3 separate regions of the Mus musculus genome follow, and regions 1 and 3 are each linked to region 2. The links are chromatin contacts, called in public HiChIP or PLAC-seq maps. All regions are on one chromosome and are shown on one strand. Each heading gives the region's core, a stretch centred on a gene start, on an enhancer-like site or on the middle of the called end of the contact. The rest is flanking DNA. Distances are from core to core; before and after follow the strand shown.

Evidence for each region. HiChIP or PLAC-seq counts read pairs in DNA pulled down with a chosen protein or histone mark.
Region 1: an H3K4me3 HiChIP or PLAC-seq map of bone marrow-derived macrophages shows a contact between it and region 2, with 2.0 times the contacts expected there. The contact joins the enhancer-like site here to the promoter of Wdr1 in region 2. A contact is called at or near these places in 6 of 39 promoter capture datasets (the C10 cell line, the HPC-7 cell line, the SN4741 cell line and 3 more), 1 of 484 Hi-C or Micro-C datasets (macrophages), 6 of 115 datasets of contacts at active chromatin or transcription factors (the SCID.adh cell line, bone marrow-derived macrophages, double positive thymocytes and 1 more) and 3 of 9 other capture datasets (adipose tissue, liver and pancreatic islet).
Region 3: a contact with region 2 is called in an H3K27ac HiChIP or PLAC-seq map of embryonic stem cells, with 8 read pairs. The contact joins the enhancer-like site here to the promoter of Wdr1 in region 2. A contact is called at or near these places in 2 of 39 promoter capture datasets (both in the 3T3-L1 cell line), 4 of 484 Hi-C or Micro-C datasets (the STO cell line, bone marrow-derived macrophages, cranial neural crest and 1 more), 9 of 115 datasets of contacts at active chromatin or transcription factors (bone marrow-derived macrophages, double positive thymocytes, embryonic stem cells and 3 more) and 1 of 9 other capture datasets (liver).

Annotation. Positions count from the first base shown.
Region 1 is chr5:38,508,437-38,511,136 of GRCm38.p6, forward strand. It overlaps the pseudogene Gm15796. Among named protein-coding and RNA genes, the nearest start is that of Slc2a9, 29 kb to the left of the region's middle. RefSeq lists an enhancer at 832-1,463. Within about 2 kb of position 1,350, at least 27 of the 459 cell types and tissues checked have an H3K27ac peak or open chromatin away from gene starts, as enhancers often do. A contact at or near this core is called in bone marrow-derived macrophages, where this site is marked.
Region 2 is chr5:38,560,318-38,563,017 of GRCm38.p6, forward strand. It overlaps Wdr1 (WD repeat domain 1), which reads right to left and starts at 1,382. Exons shown (of 15, transcript NM_011715.3): 1 at 1,199-1,382; 2 at 763-884. The coding sequence starts at 1,214.
Region 3 is chr5:38,597,458-38,600,157 of GRCm38.p6, forward strand. No RefSeq gene overlaps it. Among named protein-coding and RNA genes, the nearest start is that of Wdr1, 37 kb to the left of the region's middle. Within about 2 kb of position 1,259, at least 33 of the 459 cell types and tissues checked have an H3K27ac peak or open chromatin away from gene starts, as enhancers often do. A contact at or near this core is called in embryonic stem cells and memory CD8 T cells, where this site is marked.

The sequences.
Region 1 (2,700 bases), core at 100-2,599, 52 kb before region 2:
AAGTACTTGACAAAGGAACCTAAAGATTTATTTGGGCTCACCATTTGAGGGTTCAGTTCATCCTGGTGGGGATGGTATGGCAGCCAGAGTTTGAAGAAGCTTGCCACGTGGCATCCACAGTCAGGAGGCAGAGGGATGAATACCTGACGGTGCAGAGCGTGCTCTCTTCCTTACTCAGTCCAACCCTGGAATGATGAGTTCCACCAGCATTAGGGGTGGGTCTTCTCCAGTCCTTTCTGAAAAAACCCTCATAGATACACCCAGAGCTGTCTCCATGGTGATACTGAATTCCATCAGCACCCAGAGAAGCCATAGGCCCAAAATTTCCAGGGTGGATCAAAGTTTAGAGATGTCACAACTGTTGTTTTTAAATAAAATCTCAGTCGTTCATTTTTACCAATGAAGATTTGGGAGCCAGGTGCTGGGGTGAAAGCCTGCTAGCTCCGAAAAGCAGAGAAAGCCCGAGCAGATTTCCATCCACAGCTGACATCTCAAAAGGAAAAGGAAGTCCTCTTTCTCCATGCTGTCTCAAAACTCTGTCAAACTGAATGCCCCTCCTTTTTACTTCCCGTTTGTTTCTCTATCTGTCCTCCTGACTTCCTCTTACTCTCTATGGTTTTTTTCCTACGTTCGCTCCCTGTCAACTGGTTGCTTGCTCTGCCTCTTGACCTGTGGTTGACTTTCCTTAATCCTGTTTACAATAAGCAGAAAGGTCTTGGTTTAAAGGTGTGTGCTAGGGCTGAGTCACACCACAACTGGAAACAGGTTGTTCCAGTAAACAGCACAATCTTGGGGTTCACAGTGTGATCAAATATCCCACAACACACAACCCATGCCCAAAAGTGTTTGCTGTTTGCTGGTGGCTTTCCTTCTTGCTGGGCAGGTTGGTGGGGTGGTTGGGTTGTGGGTCATCCATGTTGGGAGCTCTGGGTGAACTCAGGCTGCAGTGTGAAAAGTTTGTCAGTCACACTTTTCCCAGTACCAACAACTTCTTGGCAATGAGTTTATTCTGTCTCATGGTTTCAGGGGGTTCACTCCATAGTAGGTAGGTTCCTTGTTTCTGGGCCTTTGAAAAGTAAAGAGAGAATCATGGCTGATGGGCCTAAGTCTCTTCATTTCCCCCTTTTATTTCATCCATGACCCAAGGTCATAGGACAGAGCCACCCAAATATGGGGCGAGGTCTCCTTTCCACAGTTATCTTCACAGACACACCCAGGAGCACTTTGCTAATCTCATACACTTATCAGTCCACAACTTGACTGTCAAGGCTATCACAGAGATGGAGCCCTTCTGAAGGACTGATATCAGTCTTTCTCAGAGGCTGGGTTAGCTCTCCCTGGAACAAGCTGTTAGATGACAGCTGCTTGTCCCCTCCTATCTCTCTGCTGACAGGCACTTCCGCCATATGAGCTCATTCACCCTGTTAGGACGCAGTGTGGCTTCCTTGGCACAGACAGGAGACTGCCTGATCTTGAGTTTTCAGTCTTCCAAACTGTACGGTAAATGAACTTCTTTTCTTTACAAATTATCCAGCCTCCAGTATTTTGTTTTAAGACACACACACACACACACACACACACACTGGGGTTGGGGGAAGGGATGTGTTCAGCCTTTGGTCTGAGCACATGGCAAACACTGTACAATGTCAATATTCTGCAAGTTGGTGATAGTTTAAAATACCTTCTTACCATTTTTTTAAATCAGAATTAGGCGTGAGAGTCACTTCTAAGCAATTCACACATTCTGAGTGCACCCTGTAGAACTCCCTGCAGCTTCCAATCTCATGGCAAGTCCTGATGTTTCTGAACAGAATCAGCTCCCGGGCACCTGTGTTAATGGCAGGTTTTACCCCAGCCTCACTAGGCTGCCCACAATAGGGAGGTGCTTTGTTGCTCGCCTAGGCCTGGGCACGCTCAGATCCAAATCAATTGCTTTTCGAAACGGATTTCAGAGTCTCAAATATTGAAAAATGTGAAAACTATTCTGGGCTAAAAACCAATTATAAAATACACACATACACAGCACAAGAACGAACTGAATGAGCAGAAATATAACAGGTAGTTAGGACAGGTTCCTGGAGTGCATGCTGGTAGGATGCTTTCCTCTGGAGTGTGGGCAGAAGCTCTGGCCTGATTTTGGATACACAGAATATGTGTGAGGGAGGCACCCAGGTGCTCAGGCTACATAAACCTGGCATCCATCTTGCTGCAGACTCTCCCTCTTAGGCTGTAAAGCAAGCCAGCCACTGGGTGGTGAGCCCCCTCGAGTAGCAGTCATGTGTCAGAAAACTGAGAGGTTGTTTCCCGTCAGTGTCCAGCAAAAAAAATTGTGGCCCTCAGACTAGTTGCCTATAAGAAACTATAGCCCTTGAGCCAGCTGCCTGCAGGAAACTGTGGCCATCAGGGTAGCTGCCTACAAGAAACTGAAGGGGCTTTTCCATTCCAGAGACAGCCAGAAATGGAAGCCCTCAGAGTAGCTGCTTGCCAGACACTGAAGAGTGATATGCTGCAGGAGACCTCAGTTTGGAAGAGATCAGGGCTGAGCTCTGCTCACTCTAGCCCATGGGAATCATAAGGGAACGAGCTCTATGGTTTTAGCTCTTAAACTTTTGTAGTGGTGTTTGTCGCCAATAGATAGTATTTTACCGTTGATGAAGGGTGCTGGAACATAACCTGTAGTGGTTTGAATAGGTTTTGCCT
Region 2 (2,700 bases), core at 132-2,631:
CCTCAGGCCTGAGCACGGGAGAGACAAGATTTGAGCCACATCCTGGAAATGGAGAGGAGGCCCAGCAGACTGACTCATTTCAACAACCAGAGGAAAAAAACATGAATTTGCAAGGGCCTCCCAAAAAGCTGCTGCTCTGGGGACAGCAGGTCATTTTCAGAGAACCATCCAGAGGAATTCACTAGTTCCTGTTTCCTCTCAGAGACTCAAGTCTGTAACAGTTGGCATTCAGAGGACAGGGTGTGTAGGCCTGGGCTCTAGCATACCAGGAAGCCCAGGGTATTAGGATGATTAAGCACAAGGGCCATTTACCAAGTGCTCCATTTATGCCAGGTACAGACAGCATTAGGACAGCTGACCAGCTCATTCAGCCAGCCAAGGCAGCCAGGGGAAGTGGAGGATCATTTCCCTATCTCCATTTCCCCAATGCGGAAACTGGGCTCAGGAAGGGCCAATCAACAGCCACCCCATGATCAAGCAGCAGCAGACTCAAAGCCCTTGGCTCTAAGGACTGAAGAGACCCAAGTCTTAGTTTGCCAGTCTACGGGGCTGTGGGGGTAGAGGTGGATGACACCACCACCAGTCCAGTCCAGTCCACTGAGCCTCCAAGGTGTGGCTCCTGGGCAGAAGGGGCGTGGCTCCCCTCTCCCCAGGCCAACTGACTGGGAGGTGAGGGGGCGGAAGGGCAAGAATTTCCCGACTCTGAAGGTAGCTCGCAGGGTAGGGACGGAAGCAGGCCCCGCCGGGCACAAGAGTACTCACATCGATGTTTCTTAGGATGACGCACTTGCCATTGGTGTAGAGGAAATGATCGCCCTTGGGGTCTCCACCGAGGATCTTAGAGACGCCCCGCTCCACCTGGGGGAGGCTGGCGAACACCTTCTCTGGGGAGATACAAACCCGGCACGGTGCATGAGGGGCAATCCCGGCCTCGCGGGACCCAGGGAGTTGCAGTCAGTCAGCGCTGGGGGTCCCGAGCCGGTCACCTGTTGCCGCCTGCGGGCACGACCGGCGGACTTCCCGGGCGGCGGCGGTCAGGCCCCGGGGTCCCTCCCGCAGCTCGGCCGGCCCAGTCCACAACGCCCACTCCGGGGTCCCCGGCCCGCACCCCCGCGGCCGTGCAAGACCCCGGCCGCGCCCTCCCGCCTGCACCCGACCCCAGAAGCCGGCGGCCGCGCGCGGAGGCCCACGCACTCACTGATCTCGTACGGCATCCTCGCCCACTTGTTACGGCGCTGCGCTCGAGTGGAACCTCGCAGTGGCCGAGCCCAGGGACAGCGCGGAAGGCGGCGCCGGGCGTGCCGGGCGCGGAGGGGGCGGTCCGAGACCCGGCTCCGAGACCCGTACGCGCCTGCCCCGCGCGCTACCGCTGCGGACAACCCAACCCGGAAGCGCGGCCCCGGCGCGGCTCGCCCCCAGCTTTGACCATATATAGTCAAGCGCTCGGCTCGGAGGCTGCAGCCCCACGAGCCTGCGCGGACACCGCCCCGCCCCGCTTGCGGGCCCGCCCCGGAAGTGACGTGACGCGACCCGTGAAAAGGCGGCGCGGAGGGTTGTAGGTGCGGGGCGGGAGGGTTTTTTTTCTTGGGCTGTCTGCCTTTGCACCGGGAGCCTTCTTGTGGAGCAGATCTTTCTCGAGCTTTCCAACGCCAGCTTGGCGCCCCGGCTTGCAAAAGACTTGAAGCCACTGGGCGTATGGGGTTTTGTTTGTTTGCCTTTCACTGGGTATGTTTAGGAACTTCCCCGTCTCACTCCCTCTCCCTCCTGCATGAAACTTCCTAGTAGCAAAGAAGCCAAGAATAAAGAACTGTAATTCTTAAGGATGGCAGGGGTTGTTTCCTAACACGCTCTGGGGAGGGCGTGAGGGTGGAATTCTTTTCATGGAGAGGGAAAGAAAGCAAAACCTGGAATTTTCTGAGTCTCGCAGGTTTTGATTAGGGCAAGATGAAGTCCTCTGGTTACTTGATTGAAAAGTTCTGAAGCCCTAGTTGGAAACCCGGAAAGTGGGCTTTCAAAGGAGAGCTCTTAGGAATTTGCAGCAAATGAAAAAGTCCATTTCTGCTTTGGAGCCAGGTTTGTTAATTACCCTGCGGACCAGTCCCACCCCACTCTCCTGGTTCACCTGGACACCCACCTGATTCTCCTCTAGCTTATCTTAATCTTAACTGCCATCTAGTTAGCAGTTAAATGAATTTATAGCCTATAGGAGTGCCCAGGTTTCGTAGAGAAGAGTTTAAGTGTACTCGGTAGGTCCTGTGTGGGAACCTCAGTATTTTTTGAAAAGTCTGTTTTCCTTAGTACCTAGTCTCTTGTGCTGATAGACTAGTATTTTTAAGGTTCTATGAATGTTACCCCCTGCCCTCTGTGACCTTTTGTTTGCCAGGATTGCTTGTCTAGGGATCCCACCTGTTATGTTTTATATAAAAAAAGAAAAGAAAAGAAAAAGAAGCCAGGGATATGTTTGGTGGAGGTGCAGTATGTTGTGGGGGAAAGGGGTGCCTCTGAGGGCCCATCCTGAACTGAGGCATCCCCTCCCCCTGAGGTACCAGCCACAGAACAGTATAATATGGAAATAGCTTATTTAGGACATGGGGAGGAGAGTTGAGGGGATAGTAGAGACAGAAAGACAGAGTAGAGGCCAGCCATGAACATTTGGAGTTGGTTTGGGGGGGGGGGGCGGGGATCCGGAAGAAAAGGGAC
Region 3 (2,700 bases), core at 9-2,508, 37 kb after region 2:
TACTGTTACAATATTCAATTAAACTGCTTTGTAATTCCTGGTGTGTGCACACAGGCTTCTCGCTATTACCCCAATGTTCTGGATTCCTGAAAGAAAGACACACATATACAGACATATATATATATTTGTTTGTTTTTCGAGACAGGGTTTCTCTGTATAGCCCTGGCTGTCCTGGAACTCACTTTGTAGACCAGGCTGGCCTTGAACTCAGAAATCTGCCTGCCTCTGCCTCCCAAGTGCTGGGATTAAAGGTGTGCGCCACCACCGCCTGGCCCAGACTTATATTTTAAATACCTTAAACAGCTTAATGGTTGGGCCACTCCCTAACTCCACGTTAGGCTCACACACACTCCCCTCTGATATTCCTGAGTGAATACTTACTAAATCTGTATTTTATCTTTGCTGCCCTGGACCCTACTAGGCAGCCCTCCTGGGGCTGCTTCCTCCCTGCACCTAGGTGTCGGACTGTCTCATCCTCCTACACCTTTCCGGTGTGACCTGTCTCCTATTCCCTTGTCATCCTGCCCAGCCATTGGCTGCCAGTCAAAAGCCAACTGGGGACAGGCTTCCTTTAGTTTTACATGCAGGACATTGCAAGAAGGTTTTAAGGTAACATAATTAGCATGAGAACACAAGTCGCTTCAGGTACTCTCCTACTGCTGGCAGCATTCTCACAATTGGAAGAACAAATTCCTTCCAGGGAGACTCCGATGCATTTTCAATCTGCAAGCTTGCTATCCCTGTCAAGTAAAGCTTTCAGGCAATGTTTCAAGTTATAATGAATCACAATAAACTAATATGGAATGATTATGCAAGTTAGGTTGCCAGTGGGGAAAGCTCTTTGTTCCAGTGTTCCTAGATTTTTTTTGTGGTTCACCAAAGTTACTTACTTTAAAGCATAATGATAGCACATTATAGACTCTTAAACGCGTTCTCACGACCGGCCAGGAAGAACACAACAAACCAGAATCTTTTGCAGCAAAACTTTATTGCTTACATCTTCAGGAGCAGGAGCGCAAGCCCCAAGCCCCAAAAACAAAAGGCCCCCCGCTTACATCTTTAGGAGCCAGAGCGCCAGCGCGCCAGCGCGCCAGAGCGCAGAGTAAGAGCTCTATTGTTTACATCTTTAGGAGCAAGCGAGCAAGAGCCAGAGCCAGAGAGCAAAAGCGCAAGAGCGCAAGCAAGAGAGAGAATGGCGGAAACCCCGTCCCCTTTAAGAAAAATTATCCTTCACCTAGGACGTATCACTCCCTGATTGGCTGCAGCCCATGGCCGAGTTGTTGCCACGGGGAAGGCAGAGTACATGGGGTAGAGAAATACCCTTGACACATGCACAGATTATTTGTTTACCACTTAAAACACAGGATGTCAGCGCCATCTTGTGACGGCGAATGTGGGGGCGGCTCCCAACAATAGACATGTAAATTTAGGTAAAAAAAAAAAGTTTTGGGATAGTTCTGGGTTTACTCAAGCATCACCAGTCAAATTGAACCCTCATAGACCTTACTTAGGTGGAAACTGAGACAGCTGACAATTTCCAGTTCTCTAGAGGACTTGCTGTATCTGGAACTACTATCAGTTCTTTAAAGGATGAAGTATTTCCCAGACCTTATCATGGTTGGAGATTCTCCAGGAGGTGGAATCTGACAATGTCGTATGCAAGAAACTCAGGATTGTTCTTATGCCTCATGCTTATATAGCTAGGAGATAAAAGGGCAGAGCCAAAGAACCTGACATCCACTATGGGGAAGGGGTTCTACTTCCTTCAGTTGTCCCCATAGGGAACTCTGGAGTATACGTGGCCTCAAGTTGGCCTAAAACTATGACTTGATAACTCCAGGAAGTGGGTGTGAGCTGTTCTTGAAAGGTTTCATTTAGGGGAGTTGGCACTCTGAAGCCAAGACCATTCCTGTCTGAATACATTTTTATGGATGGGGAGAGAGCAAAACACTCCTTGTTGGAGTATGGGGGATGGTGATCTATTTCTTTATCTACTACAATAACATATTATAAACATACCCAGGGCTGGAGAGATGGCTCAGTGGTTAAGAGCACTGACTGATCTTCCAGAGGTCCTGAGTTCAATTCCCAGCAACCACATGGTAGCTCACAACCATCTTTTAGGGGATCTGATGCCCTCTTCTGGTGTGTCTGAAAACAGTGACAGTGTATTCACAGAAATTTAGTAAATAAATTTTAAAAAGAACAAAAACCAAGCATCCATATCTTACCTTAAAGAGAACACTGTGCAGTTTATTAAGCAAAACATGAACCACCAGGTTTATGTTTATGTTGCTACAAAGCCCATGGTCCAATGCTTCATGATGTTCTTATTGTAATAAAACAAAGCCATGAATATTTTTAACCCATTAAGTCTGGCTAAGTGGTGTGTGTGTGTGTGTGTGTGTGTGTGTGTGTGTGTGTGTATGTGTGTGTGTGTGTGTATGTGTGTGTGTGTGCTCCACTGGAGATTGGAGACAATCTTCAAATATGTTGGTTGTCAGAGAAGAAAGGTAAACACAAACTCAGCTAAACCCCCCTTAGATCTACGATGGCAACCTGGCCTGAGTGTGACATGCTGGTGCAATAGTGGTTGGTTATAAACAATGTTTGTGCAAAAACTATGACTGGATTTAAGTCCTACCCCACGAGATAGAAGCTATGCCTGTCATTAGTTGGTGACCAAAACCCCGAGACTAA